2 separate regions of the Mus musculus genome follow, and region 2 is linked to region 1. The links are chromatin contacts, called in public HiChIP or PLAC-seq maps. All regions are on one chromosome and are shown on one strand. Each heading gives the region's core, a stretch centred on a gene start, on an enhancer-like site or on the middle of the called end of the contact. The rest is flanking DNA. Distances are from core to core; before and after follow the strand shown. Region 1 overlaps Pdpr (pyruvate dehydrogenase phosphatase regulatory subunit). Region 2 holds the start of Glg1 (golgi apparatus protein 1).

The links. HiChIP or PLAC-seq counts read pairs in DNA pulled down with a chosen protein or histone mark.
Region 2: an H3K4me3 HiChIP or PLAC-seq map of the 230-238 cell line shows a contact between it and region 1, with 27 read pairs. The contact joins the promoter of Glg1 here to the enhancer-like site in region 1. A contact is called at or near these places in 3 of 15 datasets of contacts at CTCF or cohesin (embryonic stem cells, pro-B cells and stem cell-derived epiblast-like cells), 7 of 484 Hi-C or Micro-C datasets (the HPC-7 cell line, bone marrow-derived macrophages, embryonic stem cells and 1 more) and 8 of 115 datasets of contacts at active chromatin or transcription factors (the 230-238 cell line, the HL-1 cell line, the SCID.adh cell line and 2 more).

What each region holds. Positions count from the first base shown.
Region 1 is chr8:111,121,466-111,127,131 of GRCm38.p6, forward strand. It overlaps Pdpr (pyruvate dehydrogenase phosphatase regulatory subunit), which reads left to right. Exons shown (of 18, transcript NM_198308.1): 11 at 2,280-2,435; 12 at 3,014-3,147; 13 at 4,140-4,288; 14 at 4,751-4,863. Among named protein-coding and RNA genes, the nearest start is that of 9430091E24Rik, 21 kb to the right of the region's middle. Within about 2 kb of position 3,321, at least 2 of the 459 cell types and tissues checked have an H3K27ac peak or open chromatin away from gene starts, as enhancers often do. A contact at or near this core is called in the 230-238 cell line and pro-B cells, where this site is marked.
Region 2 is chr8:111,256,234-111,261,899 of GRCm38.p6, forward strand. It overlaps Glg1 (golgi apparatus protein 1), which reads right to left and starts at 2,977. Exons shown (of 26, transcript NM_009149.3): 1 at 2,538-2,977. The coding sequence starts at 2,963.

The sequences.
Region 1 (5,666 bases), core at 2,071-4,570:
CTAGGAATAGGAAGGACTAGACTTGCAAGCTGGTATGTTGCAGTTTCCTGTGTGCTGCTAGCAGTGTAGCCTTTTCAGTGGGCCTTGGTGCTACCTCAGCTTCCCTCCTAGGCTTTGAAGTCATTGGGTAGTTTTTGTCATTATTTTGAGATGGAGTCTCAGAATCCAGGCTGTCTTTAACTTGCTATATTGCCTTAAACTTCTGATCTTCCTGCCTCTATCTCCTAAATGCTAGGATTACAGGTGTATGCCACCAATCCTTGTCTGTCTGTCTGTCCCTCTGTTCCGTGTAATGGTGTGTGTACACATATTGCAGAACAGGGCAGATGTAGGGTCAGAGGACAGTTTTGTAGAGTTGGCCTCTCCTACTTGTACACAGGTTTCTAGGAATTGAACTCAGGTCCTCTGGAAGAGTGGTTAGTGCTGTTATACTAAGCCATCTCTCCAGCTCCAAAAATCTTAAAATAAAGAAGAGATGAATTTGGATTTTAGCTTTGTTATGTGAATAACATAGCCTTTCAGATCTCAGAACCACCACATGAAGGTGTACCATACACCCCTTACACATTAAAGGGAAGTCTGTAAACCAGAGGATCCCTGCAGCACAAGCAAAGAATTAAGTACCTTTTTTACACTTTTTGTAGCTTTAGCTAGCCTGGAACTTGTTATGAAAAGCAGCTGGCCTCTCACATGCTTTTTTCCCCAAGGTAGTTTCTCACTGTATTCTTAGCTGACCTGGAAATCACAGAGATCTCCCTGCCTCTGCTTCTTGGGTGCTAAGACGAAGTGTGTGTGCCAACATATGCCTGTCTTTGAGCATAAACAAAATTACCCACGTCCCCTTTAGATACAGCCTTCATCAATCTAGGTGCACACCTTTAATCCCATTACTTGGGGGAGTGGAGGCAGAGGCAGGCAGATCTCTGTGAGTTTGAGGTCAGCCTGGTTTACTGAGTGAGTTCAAGGACAGCCAGGGCCTTCATACATACTTTGGAGTTTTGCAACATTTAGATTCATGACTTTTTCATTGTTTCTGCTGACTAATTTGGAACTAAAAATGCAAACAGGTGTAAATTACTTGCTAGTGTTTGTTAGCAAGATAGCACCAGTATTTATACACTTTTCTCTCTTCTGAACTAGACATGTTCCATTGGGTGATATCTGATACTTGAGCTTTTCCCCTGTAAATTACTCTCTTTTGAGTTGGAATAATTCCAGGCTCTTATAGCTATTGGTCACTCAGTTCTTCTCAGTTCAGTCTGTGACTCTGAACTTTGATAGCCCATCATGAACACCACCTTAGTAATTCTCAGACAGTTTCTCTGTGTAGTCCTCCCTGTTCTGGAACGTGTTCATGTTCCTTAGACCAAGCTGACCTTGAACGCAGAGATCCAACTGCACCTACTGGAATTAAAGGCCTGTGCATTACTGTTGCTTGGCTTTAAATTTTTTTAATTTATTTAAAAATTTGATGTGTATGAATATTTTGCTTTTGTGTATGCCTGTGTGCCACTTTGATGCCTGATACTTATGAAGGCCAGAAGAGGGCATCAGATCCCCTAGAAGTGGAGTTAGAGAACAATTGTGAGCCACCATGTGGGTGCTGGAAAATAAACCCAGATCCTTTGGAAGGACAGCCAGTGCTTGTATCTGCAGAGAGGTTGTTCTTACCCCGACTCTACCCCCTTTTTTTATGGTCGTGGGAACTGAGCCCCAGAGCCTCATGCATGCTAAGCAAGTCCATCTGCCTCAGTCTCTTGCTTGGTTTTTGATTTTTACTCTGAGTTGGGGACTTGTTAAGTTGCAGTCCTAGTTACTTTTCTCTTGCTATGAGGAGACACCATGACCAAGGCAACTTATAAAGGAATTGCTTAACTGGGGGCTTGTGCATAGTTCAGAGAGTGAGTCTGACCATTATGGTGGGGAGCATGGAGCAGGCAGGCAAGACTGGTACTAGCACAGTAGCTGATTTTTATCTGCAAGTTGGAGGCAGAGATAGCACTGGACCTGGTGTGGGCTTTGAAACTTCAAAGTCCCCCCAGTGACATACCTTCTCTAACAAGGCCACACCTCCTAATCCTTTCCACAGAGTTCCACCAGCTGGGAACCTAACTTTCAAATATATGAGTCTATGGAGGCCATTCTAATTCAAACCATCACAAGCTGCCCAGGCTTGGCTTGGCTGGAACCTTGAAGTCCTTCTACTTCAGCCACCCAGGTCTCTGGAATTGTAAGCCTGTGCTTCCAGGTCCAGCTGACAGAGTGTTTATCTGTTCTAGCTCTGATATATGATCTGAAGGTTCCCCGTTGGGATTTCCAGACTGGAAGGCAGTTACGTACATCTCCTCTTTATGACCGGCTGGATGCTCAAGGAGCCAGATGGATGGAGAAACATGGATTTGAGAGGCCAAAGTACTTTGTTCCACCCAACAAGGGTAGGAATGTGTCTGTCTGTCTGTCTTCTTTTTTAAGAATCTCACATTTTAGCCTAGAACTTACTTTATATTTTAGGTCAGATTTGAATCCTGATCAGCCCTCTTATTTTGGCATCTCAATTGCTGGGATCATAGGCAGAAACCACCCTTGGCTGTGTGTGTGTTGTATGCATGTGTATATGTGCACCCTCGTATAGGCCAGAGATTTATGTTTTCTCTGTACTCCACCTTACTTTTTCAGACAGATTTTTTCACTGAATTTGGAGTTGACTGATTGGCTAAACTGCTGGCCAACAAGCCACAGAATCCTCTCACTTCTGGGATTAACCAGGGTTCACTGTTAATCCCAGCTTTATATCAGTGCTGGGAATCCAAACTCAAGTCCTCATGCTTGCATAGCAAGCTCTTCAGCTACTGAGACAGTTGCTTCTACCCTGCCTTAAAACTGGTATTTAGTGAGTGCCTTTGGCTAGAATGGGTTCCTGGAAGGAAAAGAGTCTGTAGGCCATAATAAAATATATGAAGACTTCTCAGTGTCAAAACTCTTTACTTTCCACCGTGTTTTTTCTGCTTCATAGACCTTCTTGCATTAGAACAGAGCAAGACTTTCTACAAGCCAGATTGGTTTGATATTGTGGAGTCAGAAGTCAAATGCTGCAAGGAAGCTGTGTGTGTCATTGACATGTCCTCTTTCACAAAATTTGAAATAACTGTAAGTATTAAAGTTTGGGGAAACATTTTCTACTTATTGAGTGTTTTCTTTCATGTATTTTCATGTTTTTAATTATATACATATAGTTATTTTGCTTCAATGTATGCCTGTTGACCGTGTGCATGCAGTACCTGAGGAAGCCAGCCAGAAGGCAGCCTTGGCTTCCCCTGGGACTGGAGTTATAAATGGCTGTGGGCTGCCATGCGGGTGCTTGGGAATTGACCAAACAGCCAGTGCTCTTAACCAAGGAGCCACCTCTTCAGCCCCCAAAATGTTTGTTTTGATCTCCCCCTCCCCTCCCCTTCCCTCTCCTCCCCTCCCCTCCCTCCCCTCCCCTCCCCTTCCCTTCCCTTCCCCTCCCTTCTCTTCTCTTCTCTTTCAGACAGGGTTTCTCTGTGTAGCCCTGGCTGTCCTGGAACTCACTTTGTAGACCAGGCTGGCCTCCAATTCAGAGATCCACCTGCCTCTGCCTTCTAAGTGCTGACATTAAAGGCGTGCACCGCCAGCCCAGCAAAGACTTGCTTGTGTATGAGTGTTTTGTCTGCATATATATCTGCATACCAGAAGAGGACACTGGATCTCATGAGACTCTAGTTTTAGGTGGCTGTGAGCCACCCTGTGGTTGCTAAGATTGAACTCAAGATTTCTTTCTGGACGTGTAGCCAGTTTTCTTGACCACGGAGACACCTCTCTAGCTCCCAAATGCCCATTTTTCACTTATTACCTCAAAACTGATTCTGGAAGAACTCTACACTATTTTAGTGTTTCAACTGTATAATCACATTTTTCTGAAGTTTAGCTCCTGTAGCAGTTTTTAATTAACTTGGTAAGACATGTTTATCATAAGTACTGATGGTTAGATTTCCTTGTGGCTTACAGGAAAGTAAGCCTGCAAATGGTGCCATGTAGGTTGTATCTTTGAGTTCCCTCAGTCGGGCAGTGCGGTCAGGTGCTCCTGTGTTCACTGTCCCCACCTCAACCTTGCCTTGCAGTCCACTGGGGACGAGGCGTTAGAAAGTCTGCAGTACCTTTTCTGCAATGACCTTGATGTACCTGTAGGCCACATCGTTCATACTGGCATGCTCAATGAATATGGAGGATACGAAAACGACTGCAGCATCGCACGCCTGACCAAACGCAGGTGAGCTGAGCTGCCATGCCCTTCTCCTTCCACTAAACTGATACTTCACGGGCTCTGGATGTTGAACAATTAGTACTTCTCTAGGAGGCCACAGTCCTAGGAGCCCAGAAACGATTTCATAAACTCCTGTCTAAATCACTAGTCACCTGTAAACAAATCAGCAAAGGCCAATAAAGAGAAGAAACCCAGGGTGGGTTGGTGGCTCATACTTATAATGTCAGGAATGTGAAGGTTTAACACAAGTTTGGGGCCAATCTGGGCTACATGAGAAGTTCCAGGCCAGCTTGGCCTATGAAGTGAGACTCACTCTGCTTAAAAGATAAGAACAGAATAAGTTGTACTATGTATAACTGTACACTGGGTGTAGTCACCCTAATGGGAAAGGATTCTTTAGAAATGTTACTAAATCTGTGTAAATTTTCTGCCTTTTGGTTTTGATTATTTTGGGGTTTTCATTTTCAGTTTCTTTATGATTTCTCCAACCGATCAGCAGGTCCACTGTTGGGCCTGGCTTAACAAATACTTGCCGAAAGACAGCAACTTGCTGCTGGAGGACGTCACCTGGAAATACACAGGTAATCAGTCAACCTTCACAGGGCAGCCCAGTAAAGAAGCAGACGCAGATCATCTTCTACTTTATGTACTTATTTATATTTGACTTTACAAGTAAGCATCAGAATTAGTGTGAAAGAGACATGCTGGGGCAGGGCTGGAGAGATGGCTCAGTGATTAAGAGCACTGACTGCTCTTCCAGAGGTCCTGAGTTCTATTCCCACCAACTACATGGTGGTTCACAACCATCTGTAATGGGATCTGACACCCTCTCCTGGTGTGTCTGAAGAGAGTGACAGTGTACTCATATAAAATAAATAAATTAAAAAATAAAAGTAAAGACATGCTGGGGCTGGAGTGGTGGTTGAGAAGTTAGGAACACTTTACTTTGTGCTCCTGTAGGTTTCTGGTTCCCTTACCTGAGGGCAGCTCACAGCTGCCTGCAACTCCACTTCCAAGGGACCTGATGCCTTCTTTTGGCTTCCATTTGCATCTGGTACATGTGCATTTGCAAACACCCATAAAGATAAAACACATAAAATAGAAATAAAAACATCTTTGGGGCTGGGGAGAAACGGCTAAGTTAAGAGAGCTGCCTGGCCGGGCAGTGGTGCCTTTAATCCCAGCACTTGGGAGGCTGGGAGGCAGAGGCAAGCAGATTTCTGAGTTCGAGTCCAGCCTGGTCTACAGAGTGAGTTCCAGGACAGCAAGGGCCGAACAGAGAACCCTGTCTCGAAAAACCAAAAAAAAAAAAAAAAAAAAAAAAAAAAAGAAAGAAAAAGAAAAAAAAGGAAAACAAAAAGCTGCCTGTCCTTCCAGAGCACGT
Region 2 (5,666 bases), core at 1,727-4,226, 130 kb after region 1:
TGGGTCTCCAATTTACACGTCACTCCCCTCCAAGGAATATAAACGCACATCCATCAATTCACTCATCCTAAAGCAGCTAACAATATTCTCCAGTTCCAGCCCTGAACTAGGTACTCTAGAACATCACAAAGAAAATAGAAACATAGCTACCAACCATCAGTTTATATATGACCCTGACAAAAGAAAGTGAGTTTACGGGGTTGGAGAGATGTCTCAGTGGTTAAGAGCACTGACTGCTCTTCCGGAAGTCCTTAGTTCAATTCCCAGCAACCACATGGTGGCTCACAACCATCTGTAATGGGGATCCAATGCCCTCTTCTGGTGTGTCTGAAGACAACAACCGTGTACTCACATACATGAAAGAAAGAAAGAAAGAAAGAAAGAAAGAAAGAAAGAAAGAAAGAAAGAAAGAGAGAAAGAGAGAGAATGAATGAATGAATTTACTGAAATATCCTTGCTGGGAATTGGGAATTTTGAGACCGATGGTAGACCAGTGACTACATTTTCAGCTGCGTGTACTTTTCTTTATGCAAACTAATCTAAGGGGGAAAAATGGTACCACTAAGTTAAGACTCCAAAATTAGACAAGTCTGTTCTTTATGGACGGAGAGGGCCACTACATGCATGACAGAAGACCATTCAGTGCTCCTCTAAGGAAAGGTATATAGGTGTTCATAATGTACATAGCTTTAGGCACTCCTTCAACTGGACTTTTTTTGCCACTTTCCCTTAATAATATCCTATTTCTACATCAATACAGTAACAATGTATCTACTAACAGATGGGACAATCTCACCTTAAGGAAACAACATCTAGTAAGTATCCTCAAAAATCAAATAGAAAATTCCAAAAAAGTTTAACAGTTATGACTATTGGCTATGCCGGGCAGCGGTGGCACACTCCCAGCACTTGGGAGGCAGAGGCAGGCCGATTTCTGAGTTCGAGGCCAGCCTGGTCTATACTGAGTGAGTTCCAGGACAGCAGCCAGGGCTACACAGAGAAACCCTGTCTGGAAAAACCAAAAAAAAAAAAAAAAAAAAGAAAGAAAAAAGAAAAGAAAAGAAAAGAAAAAAGACTATTGGCTATATCTACTTTCCAATCTTCAAGCTATACATGTGACCCACGTAAGGTTCCACATTTCTGGTAGCTCTGGAAACTTTCTGGCTCTTGATTTTGTATGTCTTTTCCTCTTATGACTTTGGTTTTTTTAAGTCCTATTGTTACCCTGGCTGGTCTGGAACTCTCTACTTTGACTAGGCTATAGTCTCAAATTCAGAGAGAGATCTGCCAGCCTCTTCCTCTCAAGTTCCAGAATTAACAGGATGTGCCATAAAAAAAAAGGGCCTTACCTTTGCATAACACTAAAGCAAGACTAGCAAATGTCTATAAACCAGTGGTCACATCATGGCCTTGAACAATCCTGAAGATACAGTATTCCAAATGAGATGGCCAAATAGCAATTTTCTACTTGCCAGATTTTGGGAGTAATCTTGTTTATCTAAACCTTTGAAAACAAATATTTCTACCAATATGCTCACGTCTGCAGCATCAAATATAGAAAAGAAGTTGTCAATGTTTTTTAACTGGAGCACACCAAGTAATATAAGCTCTAGAAGAACTCACTAAGGTACTGTTAAAATTATTTCAAACTAGATGAAGTGGTTCAGCCAGATGCGGAAGGATGCCTCTCATAGGCGGCCAACCTGGGCTACAAGCAGATCCGGTCTCAAAAACAACTATCTTAAGACTTCAGAAAGACCCCACTACAGACCACAAACACCTTATATTTATTATATAGCATCAAATGCTGCCTGCAACTTTCTCAGACTTTATAGGGTTCCAAGGGACATGAAGGAACAGCCTAAAAAATGAGGTCCTTTACAAACTGACCACAGGAAGTGAAGACAAAAAAAAAAAAAAAAAAAAAAGCATAGTTTCAGCACCAGGTAAATAGTAAAGATTTACCAATTAAAAAAGAATGTGGTAGAAACAGTAAATTCGGCTTTTGACTACATTCACACCAGAAGAGAACCCAGGTTAGCTCACCAAGCGCCTACTGCTAAATAAACAGCAGATCGATCTTTAGCAGTTTAAATGTACCGATTTTTTTTTCCACGTTGAAATCCATTGCTACAAACTGGCGAGGTCGAAACGGATAGCAAACAAATCCTAAACTGGTTTTCCGGCGAGGAACCGCTCTGCATAGAGCATCACACAAAAGACAGGAGCGCAAACAGAAAACACGCTCCTTAGGCCTGCGCCTACTGAGGCCGTGAGCCGAGGTCCTGATCCCAGAACACCGCGACGACAGGGAGCGAACTAGGGGACCGGAGGAGGAAGGATCGGGGTGGGATCCGCTTGCCCGAACGCACCCGGGAGTGAGGGGCAGGAAAGAGAGAGGCGCGAGCACAGCCCTGAAGGAAAAGAGCAGAGGGAAGCTGCTGCTGCAGCCCGGCATCCGCGGCTTCCAGGCCGGCGACACCCTCCGGCCCGCACCAGGCTCGGCCCTCCTCCCCAGGCTCGTCCCACCTCCTCACCTCCCTCACGTCCTGCAGGCACTCGAGCACCGCCAGGTTGTTGCTCCAGGTGTGTTTGGGGCACACACGGGTCACGTCCTCCCGGCAGGACTCTTCCTCCGCCAGCTTCCAGCCTCCGCCAGTCCCACCGGGCCCCGCTCCGCCCCGCCGGGCCGGGAGCCCGCCCGCCGCGAAAAGCGACTGCTGCTGTTGCTGCTGCTGCTGCTGAGGCGGCGGCTGCTGCTGCTGCTGCGATAACTGAGGCTGCTGAGGCGGCTGTTGGCCGGCCGGGCTGCCGCCTCCACCTTGCCCTGGGAAGGGCCCAAAGTTGGTCCCCGGACCCTGGCCCTGACCGTGACCATTCTGGGCCCCTGCTGCCGCGAGCAGCAGCAGCGGCAACGCCGCCGACAAGCGGAACATCCCCCGTACACGTCCACACACCGCCATCTTGGGTTCGCGGCGAGCTCGACGCACCCGCCGGCGACGTGTATTTAAATGAGGGGGCGGAGCCGCGGGCGTGGGCTGGCGTGGCTCCTCCCCAGCGGGCGGTAGACTCGGGAGTCCGCGGCGGAGTGAAAAGCAGCGGAGGTTGCGCTGCGAAGGAAGGGCCCACGCCCTGGACCCGGCTGGCGGGAAAGTGGATAGCCTTCCCGGAGGAACTGTTGGAGCTGCTGAGAAAACCTGCGTAGGGGCACCGTGGTATAAATCTCTCGATTGTTGACACGGAAGAGAAAAAAGAGAAGTGAATTTGGACTGACACAACTAAGATGGCCGGTGGAATATTTCGCCAGTTCGGTGACTCACGGTGGGTGGAGGAGGAAGGGTTAAAAACTTTGTTGTGTGTAGATGAACTTCAAAACCGAATGTATTCCGGTATCTGAGAGCCTCATTTTGTGTCTGACCTGTATTTCTTACCTAGAGAAGCAGGCGACAATTCGATGAATGTTAAGCGTACATAGGTTATAATCCTTGCTCATGGGCCTTCAAGATGATCGCTCAAATGTAAAGTAAAACTGTGAACTTTTAGAATAAAAACAGGGAGAGGCTGGGGGTGTAGGGGTCAGTTGGTAGAGTGTACAAAGACATGGATTTGATACCCTTCATCTCATAACCCGGCATATGCCTGTGATCCTAGCTTTCAGGAGGTGAAAGCAGGAAGGTTGAAGCCAACCTAAGACTGTTTCGAGAAGAAGAAGAAAAAAGTAACAAAATCAAGGAAACTACCTGGCCTGTAACTTGAAGTCCCAAAAGTTATAGTCAATATTAAACACAACACGAGGGCCTTTGCTTGGACATCTTCTTTAAGAACCAGGACTTAGGGACTGGCAAGATGGCTCTGGTAAGAGCACTGACTGACAGTCCTGAGTTCAAATCCCATCAACCACATGGTGGCTCACAACTATATGCAATGAGATCTGATGCCCTCTTCTGGTGTGTCTAAAGACAACTACAGTGCACTTACATATAACAATAAATAAATCAAAACAAACAAACAAAAAACAGGACTTAGACTCCCCCTACTTCCATTTTTGAAACAAAGTCTCACTGTTGGCCCCTGGCTGACCCAAAACTCACTATGTAGATAGACCAGGCTGCTCTCCAACTCACAGAGACCTCCCTTCCCCCGCCCCGGCCCCCTGTGAACCACAGGTCCAGCCTGTGTCAGCAAATTGTATTGCTGACCTGTACGCAACATCTTCAACATTGCTTTACTACACACTAGTGACCCCTCCTTGGGTTGAGAGCGTCACACTTGGCTTCACACAAGGTGTCAACTAAGCCAGCATGACAAAGGTTAGGTTCTAATTCAATTGAGAAAAACTTTGTACAGAGGGGATATATTAATGGTTCCGTACCAAGAGATTAAATGAACCTCCCAGGATGAACTCTGCCAGTCTGCAGTCAGTTTCCAACTAGAATCCTTGAATCTTCCCACCACTCTGGGACACTTCTATCCCACTCTGACCATTCAGCATGTTGGTGGTAAATGAAGACAACTTGAGACAAAAATCTCTACTGGTCAGTATTTTCTGACCATTTAAAAACACAGGGAGCCGGGCGTGGTGGCGCACGCCTTTAATCCCAGCACTTGGGAGGCAGAGGCAGGTGAATTTCTGAGTTCGAGGCCAGCCTGGTCTACAGAGTGAGTTCCAGGACAGCCAGGGCTACACAGAGAAACCCTGTCTTAAAAAACCAAAAACAAAAAAAAAAAAACAAAAAACAACAACAACAACAAAACCACACAGGGAAACAAAAGGATGGAGAGCTGGGAAGATTGCTCTTCCAGAGGACTTGAATTTGATCCCCAGCACCCAGTGGGAGCTAAAAAACCATCAGTGACTGCAATCCCAAGGGCTCCACTGCCCTCTTCTCGTATCTCTGGACACTGCATGTACATGGTACACAAACAGTTATGCAGGCAAAATACCCATACACAAAAATAAATAATTTTCTTTCTTCTTCTTCTTCTTCTTCTTCTTCTTCTTCTTCTTCTTCTTCTTCTTCTTCTTCTTCTTCTTCTTCTTCCTCCTCCTCCTCCTCCTCCTCCTCCTTCTTCTTCTCCTTCTCCTTCTCCTCTCCTCCTTCTTCTCCTTCTCCTTTCTCTTCTCTTCTCTTCTCTCTCTCTCTCTCTCTCTCTCTCTCTCTCTCTTTGTTTTATTTTTCAAAATAGCATCTCACTGTGTAGCCCTGGCTTCCCTGGAACTCACTCTGTAGACCAGGCTGGCCTCGAAGAACTTACCAAGAACAGCGTGCCTCTGCCTCCTCCATGCTGGGATTAAAGACATGCACCACCATCAGTCCAGTCCGGCCAATAAAATGTTTTTAAAGCAAAACAAACAAAAGAGATGTGATGGAGCATGACTTTAATCCCAGCATTCAAGAAGCTGAGACAGGGAGCTGGAGAGATGGCTCAGCGGGTAAGAGCACTGACTGCTCTTTTGAAAGTCCTGAGTTCAAATCCCAGCAACCATATGGTGGCTCGCAATCATCCATAACCAGATTTGACTCCCTCTTCTGGTGTGCCTGAAGACGGAAGCTTAGGCAGATGAGTCTCTGTGAATTTGATGCCAGCCTGACAGGGCTAGATACATACTAACTAGACTGGAACCGGGAGAGTTGAATAGGGGCTTAGCCACCAGGAAAGGAAAC